Regions from separate parts of the Sus scrofa genome. Here regions 1 and 2 are each linked to region 3. A link is a contact called in public HiChIP or PLAC-seq data. All regions are on one chromosome and are shown on one strand. Each heading gives the region's core, a stretch centred on a gene start, on an enhancer-like site or on the middle of the called end of the contact. The rest is flanking DNA. Distances are from core to core; before and after follow the strand shown.

Region 1 (2,721 bases), core at 38-2,537, 130 kb before region 3:
AGGGAAAGCTCTAAAACCAGAGTATAAACTTCCCTTTTGTAAAGGAAATTTACATTTTTATAAAGGAAATTTCCATTTGTAAAAGCATTTTCCTCTCCTTGGTATAAAGAGGAGAATGACTGGAGACTATCAGCTGAGATGACTTGAGTCTGCTTTACAAACCTTCCTAACAGCTGTTATTTACCATACATTTCCTGGTGACCTTCCTACAACCTTCCCCTCCTCCCTGCCTTAGCCTTATCTAACTAAACCCCCTTCACACTGATATAAAGATATTTAAGCCCTAGTCTCTCCATCTCTTTGGCTTTTCAGTTCTTTCCTGGAAACCTGCCTGATGTCTATGTAATAACTTTTTTTCTCCTGTTAATCTGTCTTTTGTCAGTTTAATTTGTAGGGCTCCAGATCTAAGAATACAGAAGACAAAATTTCTCACTCCCCCTATTACCTCCCCAGGTAGAATATACTTTCAGGACGTATAATGATTGTTTAAAACCCCGGAGAGAATCATGAGATATTTGTTGAAAGAAACATTAAATCATGGTTGTAGTAGCTTTAAAAAAAGTCCAGGAATTCCCGTCGTGGTGCAGCAGAAATGAATCCAACTAGGAACCATGAGGTTGCAGGTTCCATCCGTGGTCTCGCTCAGTGGGTCAAGGATCTGGCGTTGCCATGAGCTCTAGTGTAGCTCGCAGACGTGGCTCAGATCTTGCATTGCTGAGGCTGTGGTGCAGGTCGGCAGCTGTAGCTCCTATTCGACCCCTAGCCTGGGAACCTCCATATGCTGCAGGTGCAGCCCTAAAGAGCAAAAAAAAAAAAAGAAAGAAAAGAAAAGAGCCAAAAATCAGGGGTTCCAGCATTGCATTGCTGCAGTTGTGGCACAGGTTGAGTCTGCAGCCTGGATTTGATCCCTGGCCCAGAAACTTCCATATACCTCGAGTGTGGCCGAAAAAGAAAATAAACAAATAAATAAATAAATACGAAATCATGGTAAACTAGAAAACAGCTGGCAAAGTCAAAGATACATGATTGTCCTACATCTTGATGGGGTCATGCTGGGTCCCACCTTTGCATACGTTTTTTCCAACTTGTTGAACTGTCCTCATCACTTGCCTCTTTTGAGCTTAGCAGGAGACTGAATTTTGTTAGATTGTTTTTGACCAAGGCAGTCAATGATACAAAGTTCAAGGATTTGACAGTTAAGGTTTCCCAATGCCCCACCAGGGCTTATCCTCTCTGAGCTGCATGAAGCTCTCACAAAACCACAGGAAGTTTCACAAGAGGTGGCTGAGCTTGTTTGCCTGCTCTTCTCAGGTTAGTGTTACAACACAAGCCCCCTGCCCTGCCTCTCAACCCTCTCCTCTATGTCGGACCCAGGCTGGTAGTTCCCAAAGTCTTAGCAGTTAAGGTCTTAACTCCTTGGCTTATGTTTCAACACGTTCACCCCTCATCTCTCTGATCAACTTCTTTTCTCATCTTCAAGTATTTGATTAAGGTCACCCGCTTAAGTTTTTGCGGGTGACCTTCCTTCTCATCCCTGAACTTCCTACTCTCTTCTCTGCTTCTCTCTCTCCTTTATTTATTTTTTATTTTTTGGTGGCACCTGCAGCATGAGGAAGTTCGCAGACACACACCGCAGCAGCAACCTGAGCCGCTGTAGTGACAATATCAGATCTTTAACCCGCTGCACCGCCAGGGAACCCTCTTGTTTCTCTCCTTTATGACTCAGCACATCTCTTCACATTTTCAGATCTTTGGTTTATATTTTCACACATTCTTCCTGCATTTAATGATGGCCTTGGCACAGTCTGTCTATCATTATTACGTAATTGTTTCATGGGGCATGTTTTTCTCACCAATTGAAGTACAAGCTTTTGGAGGGCAGGGAACTTATCTAACATTTTCTTTTATATTTACCTGGTTTTCCTGGCACTGTGCACATAGTGAGGTCTGAATTTGTACTTAATATGGAAAGAATGGAGGTTACAGAGCACCAGAGGAGAACAGGAGAGCCGCTTTTATTCCCTCCAGAAATCTATCCTCACCAGCAATTCTCTTCTTTTATATGTACAGTTTATGCAGCCCTGTGTAAGCTGCTGGTAAGGCTCCCTCCACAGAAATTCCGAAGCCACCACTAGGTTTTTGTCTGTATTTAAGAAGGATCAATATCTCCCTGGAATACCTTTCCTTAACAACAAAAAGCATTAATGTTTACCCAAAGCAGTTGTCTTAAAGATTTCAAAGTCAGATATTTTGGGCTCTGGGTTACAAGTCTTATTTACTGAAAAACATTCATCAGACCTCTGTCTTGTATTTGTGATAAATATTCCATATTTATATGGGGGAGAATTTTCCTCTATCCCTCGGAAGTTCTCTTGGCTGGTCTAATAATCAAACTGACAGATTAGCAGGAGAAAAGCAAATTTAATTTCATACACATGGGAATCCCACCGTTCAAAGACAGAAGTGTAAAATTTTAGAGGTAAAACTAGAGACTGGGAAAGCAGCCTGCGTCTTCAAAGGGGAGGAGGGCAATTCATCAGACAATAAGAGCAGGGAAGTCCCATCATGGCTTGGCGGTGACAAACCCGACTAGTATCTGTGAGGATGAGGGTTGATCCCTGCTCTTGCTCAGTAGACCCATCATTGCCCTGAGCTGTGGTGTAGGTTGCAGTTGAGGCTTGCATCCTGTGTTGCTGTGGCTGTGGTGTAGGCCAGCAGCTA
Region 2 (2,700 bases), core at 60-2,559, 160 kb before region 3:
CAGAACCTGCCTATCGTGTATTTGACTTCCTTCTTCATCCTCAAGCTTGTGAATGTCTGTGGCTTCCTCTAACTCTGGCCTTAGTTGGCTCAGATTTGATCTTGGCTCTCTCAGACTCTGCCCGACAAGTTGTATAAGCTTTGGAGGATAGATTGCTGGATGTAGTATTTTCTTTGAAACGTGAACCTCAAGCACAGGATGTATCTTTGTCAATGACAGATTTAGTTGAAAAGTGGACAGGCGCTGATGATAGGCTTGTCTCCTCAGAATGCTTATTTTGGTGCCATCCTAAAGCTGATGCTTAGTGGCTGCTGGGTTAGGAGGACAAATGTTTTAGCTTAGCCTTTTCTCCTTGATAAGTATCATCTGGGTGTCATATTAATATCAGGGGACAGATAAGGCTGAACGCGACACCATCACTTGACCTCATCTCTGATTGAGGAATTCTCTCTGTGACCAAGCAATCTGAGGAGAAGGCCGTTTCCCAAGTGTGTTTTGAATTTTAATATCTTTTCATACTGGCCTCTTTCTTTGTCGAGATACCATGTGTGCATCTGGCTTAAGTTGCTGACTAGAAAATTGAGACATACTTCTAGCTGGTAGCCAGAAACAAAGGGAAAAATTGTCTAAAGAGCCATTTAGCTGCCTGCCTTTCACTGCACACACCCCCTCTTCTACATAAACGGCCCCCGCAAGAATCTAACTGCTTTTGTCTTAACATCCGTCATGGCATTTCCCACAGGGTTCTCTGTAGCATTGCAAAAGTGAGGATTGGCATTCCCTGGTGGCTCAGTTAAGGATCCGGCATTGTGGCTGCTGTGGCACGGGGGTCAATCCCTGGCCTGGGACCTTTCACATGCCATGGGTGTGGCCAAAAATAAAAAATAGGAGTTCCTGCCTGTGGTACAGCAGATTAAGGATCCAGTGTTGTCTCTGCAGCAGCTTGGTTGATGCGGAGGTGCAGGTTCAATCCCTGGCTCCGTGCAGTGGATTAAGGATCCAGCATTGCTGCAGCTGCACCTTGGATTTGATCCCTGGCCCAGGAACTCCCATATGCCGTGGGTGCAGCCAAAATCAATGAATGAATGCATGAATAAATAAATATAATAATAAAATTTTTAAAAAGGAAAAGCAAGGATTCTGCCATTCCAGCGGAGTTCATCACAGCCTGGTAAAGCCTGCCGCAGGGGAGGGTCTTGAAGGGTTCTCAAGTCATCTACCAAACCAGATTCTGGGTTAAGATGTTTCTAAAGACCTCACTCAAGGTTCCGCCCTTTGGGAGTTCCCACCGTGACGCAGCGGAAGCGAATCAGACTAGGAACCATGAGGTTGCAGTTTCAATCCCTGGCCTTGCTCAGTGGGTTAAGGATCTGGCGTTGCCGTGAGCTGTGCTGTAGGTCGCAGACATGGCTCGGATCCCGTGTTGCTGTGGCTCTGGCGTAGGCCAGCAGCTGTAGCTCCGATTGGACCCCTAGACTGGGAACCTCCATATGCCACGGGTGCAGCCCTAAAAAACCAAAAACAACAAAAAAAGGTTGTATCCTTTGAACTCTGCCTGCTTCTCAGCTCCTTAGAAGCCACTGAGGATGGTTCCAGGAGTTGGCAGTGACTTCATCTGGAAGCATTTTCCTGAAACATGTAAATATTTATACCTTAGGAGGCTCTCTGACTCCAGAAATGTATACACCAATGTGTGCGCTGTGGAGGCAAAGCGTAACTCACGGGATGCTCTGAGGGGAGACCCAGTTTTACCGAAGTGAAAAGAGAATCTTAAATTCCAGCAACAGGAATAACCCATCAGAGGAAAGGGCTGAGAGAACAGAGAGGCAGCACCTGAAAGTCAGGCTTCCAGATGGTAACTGGCTTGCGGAAGAGGCGCCTGGGGAATGTCATGTCTGAGTTTGTCCTGCTCTGTGTTTATAATGACACACCACAGAGACTGGGCCCTGACCTCCTGCACAGAGTAGACTGTCAGGTTTTCAAGACAAGGGCTTCAGCGGACCGTGAGGCCACCCGGCAATGGGAAATGAGGACACCCTCCCCGCCCCAACCTGAAGGCAGCTCTGAAGCCTCACTGTTACCTGGCAACGGAGGAGGGAGCCCTCCAGTGAGTTCTGTCTGGAGATGGGCTGAGGCTTCAGCCTGTACATTTCCTGGTCATTCAACACTTTCCTCTGTACTTTCTTTTCTTTAAGACACCTGTGTTTTTTGGCTACCATCAGGGGTGAAAAAGCCAAGCCCTTGGCAGCCTCCCCTGATCTGGCGTTAATAGCATCACACCAGTCATTTCCAGCAATTATCTCCCCATCATAGTTGTCCGGTGGAGAGATGTGTGACACTTTCTGTTTGTGGTTCCAATGCATTCATTAGAATTGGGAGATGAGGAGTTCCCCCTGTAGCTCAGTGGGTTAGGGACCCAACGTTGTCTCTGTGAGGATGTGAGTTAGATTAATTTTTTGGCTGCACCCACAGCATGTAGAAGTTCCTGGGCCAGGGATCGAACCCACGCCGAAGCAGTGACCGTGCCAGATCCTTAACCCCCTGAGCCATCAGGGAACACTCATTCTATTCCTTCGATAGCCAGAGGGCAAACATCCTTCGACCAGGCTCAGATTTCATAGCTTATAAATTTTCTCTTATCCTGAATTAGACTGATTTCCACCACCACCCCCCTTTTGTGCTTTTTTTTTTTTTTTTTTT
Region 3 (2,700 bases), core at 20-2,519:
GGCAAGGTCTCAGAAACTAGACTTGTAAGGTCTAGTGAGAGCTGACATCTGAAGTTTTATTTTTGCCTGACAATTGAGAAAATTCAAAAGAGAATAGATATAAAAGGACTGTAACCTGTACTATAAAAATCTTAAGTTCTTCTATTTATTTATTTTTTGGGAGACACACCTGCAGCATGTGAAAGTTCTCAAGCCAGGGATTAAATCCGAGCTGCAGCTGTGACCTACTTAGCCTACTGTGTCGGGCTGCGTTATTGAACCAGCACCACCACAGAGACAATGTCAGATACTTAACCTGCTACACTACAGTGGGAACTCCACATTCTATTTTAAAAAGCAGTCTGGGATATATGACACCAATTGATGAATGATACAATATTATTTCTAACACTAGACATGTCTAATGTCACTATTTCCCCCCAATCTGTACTTCTTTCTCCAAATTGGATTTAAAAGAGATGGGCTCCACAAAGATGTATATAAATTTTGCCTTCCAGTAGTTGCCCTCAGATTATCACTTATAAAGAAGGAAGTGAGCCTGAGGGAAGCTTTCTTTCCTCCTTGTTGTCCAAAGTGCTTATAAGCTAAAAATAAACAATTTCTGAGAAACACCACGAGCATCGGCTCCATATGGCAAGATGTGGGTGGCCAGGCACAGGAGGTGAGCACTTGCCGATAGGCAGCATGAAACCACAAGGGACAGGAGTCTGTGTGATCTGTAGACAATTCACACTGATCTGGGTTGGCCAAGAGCCACCTTCCTCCAAGGACGCTTTGACCCGTCACTGCTCATCTATTTGAGCATCGCTGGACCTGGCTGTGGTGGGGACAGCAGGAGCTGAACAAGGTGGCTGCCAGCAAGCTTTCTGGGATAGGCCCTGAATCCTTTCACCTCCACTCCTTTCTTTTTTTTTGGTCTTTTGTCCTTTTAGGGCTGCACCCGCAGCATATGGAGGTTCCCAGGCTAGGCGTCTAATCGGAGTTGTAGCTGCCAGCCTATGCCAGAGCCACAGCAACACCAGATCCAAGCCGCGTCTGCAACCTATACCACAGCTCACAGCAACGCCGGATCCTTAACCCACTGAGTGAGGCCAGGGATTGAACCCACAACCTCAAGGTTCCTAGTTGGATTCGTTTCCGCTGTGCCACAATGGGAACTCCTCCACTCCTTTCTAGGAAAGGCCTCCATGCCTTTCACCACCTCCACCTCACCCCAACTATCAGGGAAGTTAACAGACCAGGCATGAAGCATTCTGAAACAGGAAACTGTGTGCATTTCAAGGGTATGTGTGGGTGGTGGTGGGAGTGAAGAAAACCCCACCCATGGAGGACAGACAAATCAAGCATAGCCTTATGAAATTCCTTCTCCCTACCTGAAGGAATCATAAGTGGAAAGACAGATAAGAAACACATCTTTCCCAGGGAGCATCCTTGGAATTGCTCTTCTGCCACAAAGCCTGGCCAACAAAGCCCTGGGGTGACACACGGGAGGATGCAGTAGGCTGTCTTACCTCCTGGTCATCAAACTCACAATACTGTAAATTCCACAGGTGCGACATGGTCCTCACGCAGGCATAGGTGTTGTTATACGCATCTTCACACACACAGTCCGGGAAACATTGCTGTGGGGACATTTCAGAGTTAAATGACGATCATTATTCTACTGTAACAAATATGACCTGCCTTTAGGGGGCAACCAGGTTGGCCCAAGCTAGATGTACAACTGGACAGAAATGAGGAAACCTTACCCAGAGAAGTAGGTAAAACAGGAGTGTTCCCTGGTGGCTCAGTGCATTAGGGATCTGCTGTTGCTGTGGCTCAGGTTTGATCCCCGGCCTGGGAACTTCCGCCTGCCATGGGTCTGGCCAAAAAAAAAAAAAAAAAGATAGGCTTTGTTCCTTACTGAGGGCTGACTCAATTAAGGAACATGAGGTCTGGCTGTTTTGTTTGTAGACTGTTGCCATCCCTGCCTGCTAACCCCTTGGCAAGAATTAGTGGTAATGAGACCTGTCGTACGTGTTGGAAATAGAAGAAATTAATATACACAAGTCACTACTAAGGTATATTAGGTTCTGTTATCCTAAACGTTGGCGAAAAAGGCTAAAATGAACTCTGTGGAATCATCTGCAGGCACGTTGTTTACAAGTGTTCTTTTTAAGCAACAATGACTTAACTCTTATTTCGTCACATCTTCCCTACTATCTTTTGGTTGCTTCTTTACTATATCTTAACACGTTGGTATTAGGCTTCCACTTGTAATAGACTCTGCTATTTCCTCTTCTCTAGAGAGGCTAATGTCGCTCTTAGCACCTCCATGACCAGCTTGGCTGCCACTAAAGCAAGACACTCATTATGGCAGGGTTACAGGTGGGAGCCCCTCAATAAAAAGTTACTTCGGAGTTCCCACTGTGGTGCAACAGGATCAGTGGCTTCTTGAGAGCGCTGGGGCACAGGTGCGATCCCTGACCTGGCACAGTCAGTTAAGGATCTGGTGTTGGCCCGCTGTGGCTTAGGTTGCAAATGCAACTCAGATCCGATCCCTGGCCTGGGAACTCCACAGGCCAAAGGACGGGAAGGGTAGGAAAACAGAAAGCGTTACTGATAAAGTGAGAAGATGGGCAGATACATACATGCGAAGAGCATGTTTCGACAGTAGGTCGAAAGCAACGTTTTCAGGGTTGTTGAGTTTCCCTGTGTCCA

Evidence for each region. HiChIP or PLAC-seq counts read pairs in DNA pulled down with a chosen protein or histone mark.
Region 1: an H3K27ac HiChIP or PLAC-seq map of alveolar macrophages shows a contact between it and region 3. The contact joins two enhancer-like sites.
Region 2: a contact with region 3 is called in an H3K27ac HiChIP or PLAC-seq map of alveolar macrophages. The contact joins two enhancer-like sites.

What each region holds. Positions count from the first base shown.
Region 1 is chr5:29,008,749-29,011,469 of Sscrofa11.1, forward strand. All of the region lies in intron 2 of RASSF3 (ras association domain-containing protein 3), which reads left to right. Among named protein-coding and RNA genes, the nearest start is that of RASSF3, 60 kb to the left of the region's middle. Within about 2 kb of position 1,288, at least 10 of the 83 cell types and tissues checked have an H3K27ac peak or open chromatin away from gene starts, as enhancers often do. A contact at or near this core is called in alveolar macrophages, where this site is marked.
Region 2 is chr5:28,982,937-28,985,636 of Sscrofa11.1, forward strand. The region is part of intron 2 of RASSF3 (ras association domain-containing protein 3); the gene reads left to right. Among named protein-coding and RNA genes, the nearest start is that of RASSF3, 34 kb to the left of the region's middle. Within about 2 kb of position 1,310, at least 4 of the 83 cell types and tissues checked have an H3K27ac peak or open chromatin away from gene starts, as enhancers often do. A contact at or near this core is called in alveolar macrophages, where this site is marked.
Region 3 is chr5:29,138,237-29,140,936 of Sscrofa11.1, forward strand. It overlaps GNS (N-acetylglucosamine-6-sulfatase), which reads right to left. Exons shown (of 14, transcript XM_021091947.1): 12 at 1,512-1,622. Among named protein-coding and RNA genes, the nearest start is that of GNS, 51 kb to the right of the region's middle. Within about 2 kb of position 1,270, at least 3 of the 83 cell types and tissues checked have an H3K27ac peak or open chromatin away from gene starts, as enhancers often do. A contact at or near this core is called in alveolar macrophages, where this site is marked.